Regions from separate parts of the Gossypium hirsutum genome. Here regions 1 and 3 are each linked to region 2. A link is a contact called in public Hi-C data. All regions are on one chromosome and are shown on one strand. The core of a region is the stretch at or near the end of the contact, and the rest is flanking DNA. Distances in the headings are between cores, read along the strand shown. Region 1 holds the start of LOC121216156 (enoyl-[acyl-carrier-protein] reductase [NADH], chloroplastic). Region 2 holds the start of LOC107899744 (protein EMSY-LIKE 1). Region 3 holds the start of LOC107898482 (KS1 protein).

Region 1 (3,496 bases), core at 454-2,953, 650 kb before region 2:
TGGGTTCCTGGAAATGATGATTTCAAAGTTCAGAACATGGATGCTAATTCGAGTCTCAGTACAGTTGCAGACTTGATTGATGCCAATACAAGAAAATGAAAAGCTGAGCTGATTCGTAATACCTTTACGGAGAAGGATGCAGAGAGGATTTTATGCATTCTTTTGTTCATGAATTTGCATGAAGACCATATCATCTGGTGTGGTGAGCCAACGGGGGAGTATTCGGTCCGTAGAGGGCATAAATTTATTTTACAAGATGGATAGAACCAAGAACAATTAAATTATGAAAAATTTTACAAGAAATTGTGGAATTTAGATCTACCCCCAAAAATTAAAATTACAAACTAGATGTTTTCCAGTAACTATTTGCTTACTTTTAGTAATCTACCCTTTAGAAGAATGATGGGTTCCACCACTTGTTGAAGATGTCAGACTGGAGCAGAAACGAGGGAACACTTGTTTAGGGAGTGTTCTACAATAAAGGAGACATGGGAGAAGTTAAATGTTACCTGGCCTATAGCAGATGCAAACACTGAATTCAAAGAATGGATTAAAAACATTTTTGATTCAAATTCTGTAGCTAAATGCAAGTTGATAGCATGTGCAATGTGAGCGATATGGACATGAAGAAACAGATTCATTCATGAAGGAGAGCTGAAATCGGGTTCTCAAATAGCAGATTTCGTGATCAACTACCTTAAGGAACTTGATGGGTTGAACACACACCTACCAGTGAGAAGGATACATACGGAGAGATGGGTAGCTCCGAATGGGTTGATGGTAAAAATCAACTTCGATGCTGCATTTAACAGGCAAAAGAATGAGTCTTGCTCTGGGTTAGTGGTTCAAAACGAAAGAGTAGAAGTTATTTGTTCAAGAACAGTCATGCACGAGAACATAACGTCTGTTTTTGCAGCAGAAGCGATGGCGTGTCTTCAGGCACTCAATCTAGGGTTAAATCTCGGGCTGAGGGAGGCTGAGATGGAAGGAGATTCTCGTTCGGTGATCCGTAAACTGCAAGCTGAGGAAGAAGAAAGATCTGATATTGAAGCTTATATTAAAGATTCTAAGCAACTAAGTTTAGGTTTTGGGTCTTGTGTCTTTCGATTTACCCATAGAGAATCTAACATGGTTGCCCATATCATAGCTACAGAATGAATCAAAAAGAGGGAGACAACTTATCTGATGCATACGGAGCGGTGGATGCTGATCGAAGATGGACGGAAGCCATGAAGGAGTGAAGAGACAGGAGTGTTGCAGGAGAGAATAAAGATGGACTTGACTGGACAGACAGATACAAGTATTGAGAGATGCATTGAAGAGGGTTATTGTTTCTGATTAAAGTTAATGGAGCACAATGATGAGATTTTTTTTTGGTTTCCCATGCCTTTTTTGTTGCTTTTCAGGAGAGGGGTTGATTAATGGATAACAACTGGGATAGAAGATGTCTCTAAAGTTTCCCCGTTTTGCAATCTGGATCCTAATTCTATTTTTTGGGCTGTTTTGATATTTGACTTTTTGTAAACAACCCAGTTTATTATTTTGGGCTTGTTTTTATGAATAAAGATCCAAATATTATATTAAAAAAAGTAAAATTCGGGCCATAAGGCTATTTTTGACAGCAAGTCAAATCAATGAGTCAAGAGTCCAATCTATTCACAGCCAACAAAAAGAGAAAGAAGGGCATAATAGTAATTTGAGTAGGAGCCAAAACCAAACTGAGGTCGACATTTCCAAAGATCCCGTCGTTGCTTCCCAACTGTTGGAAACCAAAACTCCATCAACCACTTCGGTTTCATCGAAACCCCCAAAACATAACCCCACTCCCCTCCTCTTTTCTTTATATTCTCATCACCTCACTGCTCTTTCTGTACAATCCCCACGTTCATAACCCAATCTTCCTCCTCCTTTGCTTCGGTGAGTTTTCAGATCTTTCCATGTTAGTTCTTGCTCAGTGTTATTCAAACTTTACTAATGCCTTCATTCCATTTACATGTTTATTTGAGCATTAATGGAAATCTTCTGCTTCTAATTTGGTCCCTTAGAAATCTGATGAAAATAACCAACCATTTATTACATGTCAGAGCATTACACCACACAATGGCCAAGCCATTATATGAGAATCCAAACCAGAGATTTGGGTGTTGGAGACAATTTATTTACTAAGAAAAAGTTTTTAACTTGTCATCTTATTACATTCCCACAGAGGGGATGTTGGTGTCTCTTATGTTATAAAGTTAACACTCTTGCTAATGATATTGCTTAAAAATGTTGCCTTTCTGTTAACCATAATGCCTTGTGTTTCACTTGATTATTTAACTGTTCCACTTGATCTTGTAGAACTGTATTGACTTTGGGTGATTCAAATAAGATAAAAGAAGAAAATATGGGAACGGCAGCAGCTCCTGACCCTTACATGACCAACATTAAACCTTGTATTTCTTCTTCTCGTAAAATTGTTGTCTCGACCATGGTGAACATCATCGCTCAGCATAAAGAGGCATCATGGTCAGGGCTTGCAAGTGCCTCTCACATCTCGTCAAGGCAGCCGTTCCTCCATAGGATCACTTCAAAGCCTGTCAAGTTTGAAAAGTTTGTTACAAGAGCCATGTCTGAACCAAGTGACAACAAGCCTTTGTCTGGACTTCCTATTGATTTGAGAGGTAACCTATCCTTATTTCCCCCTCTCTTATAACTTCTATGCGTTAATTCAAATAATGTTGAATACAAATTAGAATACATGATGATGTTGTACCAGCTAACCATGTTTATTGAATCTTGACATGACTGAAAAGCTCTTAAGACATGAAATTTGTCTGTGCAGTATGGACGTAAACCAGTTGAACATCTAATATGATGTGTTGGTTTGCAGGTAAAAGAGCATTTATAGCTGGTGTTGCTGATGACAATGGATATGGTTGGGCAATAGCAAAATCTCTTGCTGCTGCTGGAGCTGAAATTCTTGTTGGAACATGGGTGCCTGTATGTATCTTTATTTAACATATGTGTCATTTAGAAGCAAAGAGTCTCATTTTAAGGTCAAAGTTGTACTTTTTTACAGTTTTTCTTACAACTGCAAACATTTCTTTGTGCAGGCACTCAACATATTCGAGAGCAGTCTAAGACGTGGGAAATTTGATGAATCACGCGTGTAAGAACAAAAATGTTCTTTCCTGTTGATTGTGTAGATTTTGGTATTTGCCGATTTCTCTCATACGGTATGCTGATTGGAATTTTCTTTTCCAGATTGCCAGATGGGTCATTAATGGAGATCACCAAAGTTTATCCCATGGATGCTGTTTATGACTCTCCCGAGGATGTACCTGTAGATGTAAGCCTTTTTCTCCGTATGGTTTTAGAAGAAGGCAAATATTGATTTTTTTTTGTAATATCCTAATTTTTGGTTTCCTTCAGGTGAAAACAAACAAACGTTACGCCGGGTCTTCAAACTGGACAGTTCAGGTGAAAAACTGTTCTGTCAAATCAAACCTCATAA
Region 2 (3,382 bases), core at 97-2,596:
TTTGTGAAATAATTGAATAAGTTTTTGAAAAGAACTGTGTATTTGTATATTAATAAAGGTATCCGCCATGATGGTCTGATAATGTTGGATATTGATATATTCATATCTATGTGTGACCTAAGAATTTTTCATTGTGGGTTTGTTTGTGTTATGAAATGGTTGAATCAGAGTTATATGGAATCTGTCATATTTGGGTGGTATAATGACTATCTGAAATCATATGAAATCTTATTATTGATTATTTTGAGCGTCAGGGTTTCTGGAGTAAAATGACATGGAAGTCATCTAATTGATCTACGTACTATACTATTAGTATGGGTTAGGTGGTATTGAATCAGAGTGTGATTTGATTAATAGTTTGATGGTCTTCTGATCTACATAAGTATTCGCCAAAATTTGTATGTATTCGGCCATGATTTATGTTTACTGAACAATTGCTTTGAGATAAGTACAAGTATTAGGATGTGGTCTGTATGAAATAGATTCTGAAGGTATGTTCTGCCTGGAAGTACATATGTAAACAAGAGAATTAAGAAATGTCTGAAAGAATCTTCAATTAGTTAGAAAAGAAAGAAGTGGTATACTAAGAGTATGATAGTTAGTGTGTATGTGTGTATCAAAACTGTAGTGGAGTTTGCTCGATTTAAGGGGTTCAAAAGAAAGATTGGCACATATGTGTTCTTTTTAAAAAATAAAGTATTCACCAAGGTAATTTATACTAATGCTCACTAAGTTCTTTTGAACTTATAAGGTTGTGGTGTCTATAGTTAACAAACTTCTTTATTGTAATGATTTGTATCATGTCTGATGTAATAAGTATTTTTAAATACTCCCTCTGTTTTTAGATATTAAGTTTTTCAATTAAAATGATAAATAAAAAATTTAAAAAGATGGGAAATTGTAATTTGTTATGTTAAATTGTTAAGTATTGTGTGTAGTAACACCCGAAATCCAAATCTGACAAATCAGGTGGAAGGCGTTACAAAACTAGTCAAACACATTTAGGAAATTATTGTTCCTTGTAATTACTAGAACATAATATAATTACCCTTTTATTTTATTTCATGATTTTCAGAATCGAAACAAGCCACAGTTGATTTAACTAGAATCGATAGGGGTATCAGCCCGTGAATTGGTACTTACCAAGCTAAAAGAACTGATTCAACTAATTTTTTTTATATTTTTTATAATTTTTTAATAATTTATCTAAAGAAATCCTCGGAAATTTTAAAGAAATGAAAAGATCAAACCCAAATAGATAGAAGAAAAGAAAGGAAGGCAGCAAGCCCAAAAGGCCTAAAGCAATAATAGAAATCCGGAAGACAATAGAGTGAAATATGTATGTATGACTAAAACAAAGATCTTTGGAGCAGAACAATACATGTCCGAACTGGACCGGAACTATCTCTAAACGAGAACTATCTATAAACGAGAACACTTTAAAATAGGACACAGCAAACCAAATCAATCTCTTCCAAAACAAATGCAAAGCGAAGCCGTGAAGTTTTTCATTTCAAGTCCAAAAAGTCCCTCCCTCGCCCTCTCTTACCCCTACCCCTGCCTTCAATAATATCTCTTTCGAAATAACCAACATATACATACCTTTCAACTTTCTCTCTAAATCTCTGTACTTTACTTGGATTTGGATAGGATTTTTGCATCGTCGGCAGCTTCTTCCTTTAATTTCCTTCTCTCTTTCTCTCTCTCTGGGCAACTTCTCGTTAGGGTTTTTGTGGGTTGGTGTTTTCCTTCAACAAAGAGAACATCTTTTACTGCTTCGTCTTTTTATTTCTCGGTATGGACTATGAAGTTTGCGATAGTAGTGGTATGTTGCATTTATTAATGTCATAATTGTTGTATTAAACAATGTTGCTGTTTCTGGGTTCATTTTTCTTCTTCACCTCCTTTTTTTCCTTTCGATATTTGAAAATTGGATAATGGGTGCATTCATTTTCTTTTTGGGTGGGGGTAAGATTAGAAATGAGGGTTTAGGGTTTAATTAATTGGGGTCATTGACTTTTTGATAAATTTCATTGCGGAAAGGCTGTTGTTTGGCTTTTGCTTTCTGGGTAACTTTTGGGTTTTATTTCGACATTTTTTATTTGAATTCTAAGTGGGATTCAAATATAGAGAACTTCAGTATATAATTTCTTTTTTCTGTTTGAGAGAAAAAAGCAATTTTCTTTTCTCTCTCTCTCTCTCTCTCTTTCAATTCTTTGTCCATATTATGCTAGATTTTTTGTTACTATACAAGAAGATTCATGATAAATCCATTTATTTCCATATTTTTTTATGTATATTTGTTCGATTGCATTTCCTTATAACTGTTCTTTTGAGCCTTGCAAACAAGGGCATCAGAATACTATTAATTGCCCTGGATGCCTCTATGCTGCTTGGTCATTCTTGTTTTTATAATGACAACAGGTACCGATGATGATTTGCCTCCTTCACATCCAACTAGAGTTCCAATAAGGGGTAATATTGCTGGAAATGGAAGATCTATTGTAGGTTCTGCTTCATATTCTAGGATGCATTCTGACATGGAGGCCCAAATACATCTACTTGAGCAAGAAGCTTACTGTGCTGTTCTGCGTGCTTTTAAAGCTCAATCCGATGCCATTACTTGGGTATGATGTATTTACACTTGTTGGACTTGGTTTTAATTTGCTTTCCTGTTTATTTCATGTTGATCGGGTTTCCATGCTTTGGCATATGCTGGCATCTTCAGGAAAAGGAAGGCCTGATAACAGAACTTAGGAAAGAACTGAGGGTGTCAGATGATGAGCATAGAGAGCTTCTGACTAAGGTTAATGCTGATGATATTATCAGAAGGATAAGGTTCGGATGCTTCATGAATTACTCTGACTTCAGGGTCCAGTGATTGATTATTATTCTGTTTAATGGATTATAAATGGGCAATTGTATCAGGGACTGGAGGCAAAGTGGTGGGAACCAGCCTGCGAGACTTGGTGCATCTCATAGCGTCCACAGTATTTTGCCTAGTCCAACTGTTTCAGCATCTCGCAAGAAACAGAAGACATCTCAATCGGTAAATCTCCCTACCATTGCTGGTGGAATAACAAGTTTTAGAACATTATTAGTAGTTCTTTGTGTTAAGCTTTCTTCTTTGGATGCTAGCTAGCAAAGCTGCTTTAGGAGCTTGGACCAAATGCAAGAAGCAATGACAATGATTTCGTTATAGAAATGTGAATGCGTACATTGACTTGTATTACTTGAAAATTTCCCCTGCAGGGTCAGTCATTGCCTGGCTTATCCTCGGCAAAGCCTATGCATTATCCTGCTGCAGTTTCTGCTGGAAATAGGCAATTCAATAACCGTGGTACTATCGCTAGCCTTTCAGCGAATGAACGTGCTGAAGGAG
Region 3 (3,645 bases), core at 1,007-3,506, 600 kb before region 2:
TTCATTCATCAACGCCTTCAGTTCATCAGCGTATACGCACACATTTACTCCATCTCCCTCAACCTTTAACTGCATCAAGATTCCTGCATAAAAGCACTCTTTCTCTACTCTCTAGAATTAGAAACATCCGCAATATCTTCAAACCCAGGCATGTTTATGCATATAAGATGGTCAAGAAATTCAAAAGATAGATATGGAAAGACGTTCAGTTATAGTCTTATAGATGCAAGGCCAATAAAAATACTAATAAAAAACTCTTGAAATGAATAACATCTATCATGGTCATAAGCCACTAACACCATGGATTCTTTGCAATTTGCAACCATGAACTGCAAACTTATCTCCAAAAGAAAAAAAAAAAACTCCCAATTGAAATGGAATTCAGAAACTACAAAAACAAATAGCATGTGACAAAAAGAAACATCTGAATCCATACATGAGCTGATAAGCATTACTTTTGGAATGGCTTATCAGGTACAAAAAAGAAGGTAAAATTTCACTGTGATGATTAACCAGAATGTCACTTGCATTCAACGACAGCTTCAGCAGCCCGTCGAGGCTTGCTTTTGCGCCTGCTAGCATTTTGTCGATAGCCAACAGATTTTGATGAATCATCAGTGCTCGATTTTGCTGTAATACAATTTTCTTTCTTGACTGAATCTAAGTTTTCTTTTGCCTGCCTTGACCTTTTCCTCTTCCTTCTGTTCTCGGTAGCAGCCTGACTTTTCATCTCTTTGATGGGAACAGAACCTTTCACATCTTCCCCGTCTTCTTCTTTCTTCTCTGCGTCATCTTCATCAACATCATCCTTCGATTGCTTTTGCGGCCTTCCTCTTCTCTTAGATTCTGGAATCTTTTCATCTTCACCACTTCCAGGATCTTCACGAGAAGAAACAATAGTCGGCTTCTTTGCTTTTCCTCTGCCTTTTCTCATTGTACAAGAACCAGTTACAAAACAATCTCAAACAACTGAAGTAGGTTCCTACAAACACAAAGAAATATATTCAGTCCAAAAGAATCCACTTCCAATAACAAATGATCAATGAACACAAGAAAAACAGAGATTATTAAGTGAGAGAGAAACAGGAAATAGCACACTCCATTTCAGAAAGTCACAATATGATTTTGTGTACCATCAGTTAATTTAATGTTCCCTTTTCTAAGAAACAAAGGTAAAACACACCTGAACCTCCACAGAAATTCCTATATGGTTCATCCAACTGCTTTTACCATTTTTTTAATGAATAAGAAATGGATTTTATTGTTATAATTCCACCTCTTTTCCTATATTTTCTGGGACTAAATTGAAAGGATAAAAAACTCAACCAAACTGCTCTCAAAAAGGATTAGTCATTGGATTGGAAAAGAAAAAAAAGATTCAACACAAATAAACCTAATTTCAAACCTAAAAACTGCACAAGAACAGCCCCCAAATCTAAACATCTATAAACTACAAATCCGAGCAATCTTCAAATAAGTGTAATCACGCTAACAATAGAGGAAACCCAAATCAATACAAAAGCCATGGATTCTAAATCTTTTGTTTTATTTACCTTCCTACATGAGAAGAACATCATCTCTCGTTTATTAACTTCAGGTAAAGTAGGTAGACTATAAGATATTAAATCTGTGTTTCAGTATAAATATATATTCTTCATCCCTAATAATTACGTCACCAAACACAGCATTAACTTCTTATAAACCAATACACCGTAAACAAACATTTTACATAATAGCTTTTTAACTACTTTTTCAAGAGAGAACTCCATTGTGTGTGTTTTTTTTAAATGAAACAAGAAAGATGAAACTAACCTTAAAACACACACCAATATTCTGCATCTTTGACACAAAATCCCATTTTTCAGAATCTCATAATGAAAGTCAAGGAAGTTGCTAAAACCCCAAGAAGAAAGAAGAAAATGGACCACGTGTTCCTCTCAATGGTTTTACGAGAATGAAGCCAACAAAGAACAAGATAAGCTTCCCCCCCCCCCCGGCCCCCGCCCCTCGAAAACAATGATCTAAATGAGAAATAAAAGAAAACGCAGATCAGAGAATATAGTTTAAGTTAAAAGGAAACATCATCAAAAAGCACAGTGAGTCTTTTAACAGAGCTAAGGCAAGGTTGAGAAAGAGAAGATTATTAGAAAAAAATTTGGTAGGAAGAAGAAATGGTCAGTGGTAAAAGAAGAGATAAGTGTTAAAAACAAGGGTTCAACTTCAACTTCAAGTTATAGCATTGATATTGAACATTTGATGTACAAACAAAAATTAAAATAGATAAAGGTATTTATTTTGTAGAGTAAAAACCAAAATAGAAAGAAGTAACACACACTTTGCTCACTGTCAAACAACAATGTGGGATGATCATCAATTCATCTAAAAATTTGACTGCTGGTTTTGGGTGGCTTTGACGGAAATGTGTACGGTGATTATTGCATGACAGACAAATATATCTATATAAGTGTTTGTACACAGGATTTTTCCATAGATGGTTACAGATTCTGTGAACTGAGACTTGGTTTAAATCATACGCGCCATAGGAGCGTGAGTGAATTTCAAAGGAAAACGCAAAGGCGCGTTATCTTAGTTTAGAGTAGAGGTGTTCATGGGCTGGGCGGTTCGGCCCGGCCCGACGGCCCACCCGAAATATGAAAGGGTTTGGATAAAAATATAGACCCGAAATATGAGTTTGGGCAAAAAAATGAAGCTCGTTTAGAAAACGGGCCGGGCCTCGAACACCACTTTTTTAGCTCGGGCCTGACCCGGCCCGGCCCGAATATAATAAATATATATATTTTATTTTTAAAAATATTTAAAAATATTTTTTTATTTTTAAAATATTTTTAAAATACTTTTTTTTTTAATTTTCTAAAAATTTTTTTGGTGTTTATTTAAAAAATGGGCAGGCTAGGCCTGGACAAAATTTCAGGCCCATATTTCGGGCCGAGCCTAGGCCTAGGACTCGGGCCAAAATTTTTTTATGGGCCCGACTCGAACCCGGCCCGGCCCGACCCATGAACACCTCTAGTTTAGAGGTAGTGTCACTGTTTTTAGATTAGAAATTTGATTAGCCTCACTCTCCCTTTTATTTATTTAGGATTTTGATAGTTAAAATATACAAACACTAATTACATTTCTTATAATTCCACAACTATATCATAATAAATTTCAAAATATATTAATTTCTAGAAAAAATTATATATATTAATTTCTAGAAAAATTAATATATAAATTTTTCTAAAATTTAATATATTAATTATTTGTCATTTGATTCGCTTCAATAGATCCTTTTAAAAACTAAAATAAAATCATCGTATGTAATATGTGAGTTTAAAAATATATCATAAAATATAATTATTAATAAATTAACAAGAAAAATAAACATACTATATAATTTATATAATTAATCTAGCATTTCATATTTATTGAGCTATTCTCTCTCTAGCAATAAGAATATACTTTTGTTGTGTTTAACGACACATCACTCAACGATTTAGGTTATGCATTAATGCAAGAGGGGAAAGTGATTGCTTATGCTTCTCGACAACTTAAGTCACATGAAAAGAATTATCCTACTCATGGTTTGGAACTTGCAACGGTAGTTTTCGCTCTGAATATTTGGAAACATGACTGCCTCCGGAC

What was found. A called contact is a pair of places that touch in the nucleus more often than the background predicts.
Region 1: a Hi-C map of leaf shows a contact between it and region 2, with 1.8 times the contacts expected there. The contact joins the promoter of LOC121216156 here to the promoter of LOC107899744 in region 2. A contact is called at or near these places in 2 of 34 Hi-C or Micro-C datasets (both in leaf).
Region 3: a contact with region 2 is called in a Hi-C map of leaf, with 1.6 times the contacts expected there. The contact joins the promoter of LOC107898482 here to the promoter of LOC107899744 in region 2. A contact is called at or near these places in 2 of 34 Hi-C or Micro-C datasets (hypocotyl and leaf).

What each region holds. Positions count from the first base shown.
Region 1 is chrD04:25,179,668-25,183,163 of Gossypium_hirsutum_v2.1, forward strand. It overlaps LOC121216156 (enoyl-[acyl-carrier-protein] reductase [NADH], chloroplastic), which reads left to right and starts at 1,704. Exons shown (of 13, transcript XM_041091485.1): 1 at 1,704-1,917; 2 at 2,341-2,663; 3 at 2,873-2,982; 4 at 3,096-3,151; 5 at 3,247-3,331; 6 at 3,415-3,462. The coding sequence starts at 2,387.
Region 2 is chrD04:25,832,867-25,836,248 of Gossypium_hirsutum_v2.1, forward strand. It overlaps LOC107899744 (protein EMSY-LIKE 1), which reads left to right and starts at 1,347. Exons shown (of 10, transcript XM_016825528.2): 1 at 1,347-1,825; 2 at 2,425-2,627; 3 at 2,729-2,838; 4 at 2,929-3,049; 5 at 3,253-3,382. The coding sequence starts at 1,798.
Region 3 is chrD04:25,232,304-25,235,948 of Gossypium_hirsutum_v2.1, forward strand. LOC107898482 (KS1 protein) reads right to left here and starts at 2,257. Exons shown (of 2, transcript XM_016823939.2): 1 at 1,813-2,257; 2 at 225-982. The coding sequence starts at 934. The coding sequence ends at 521.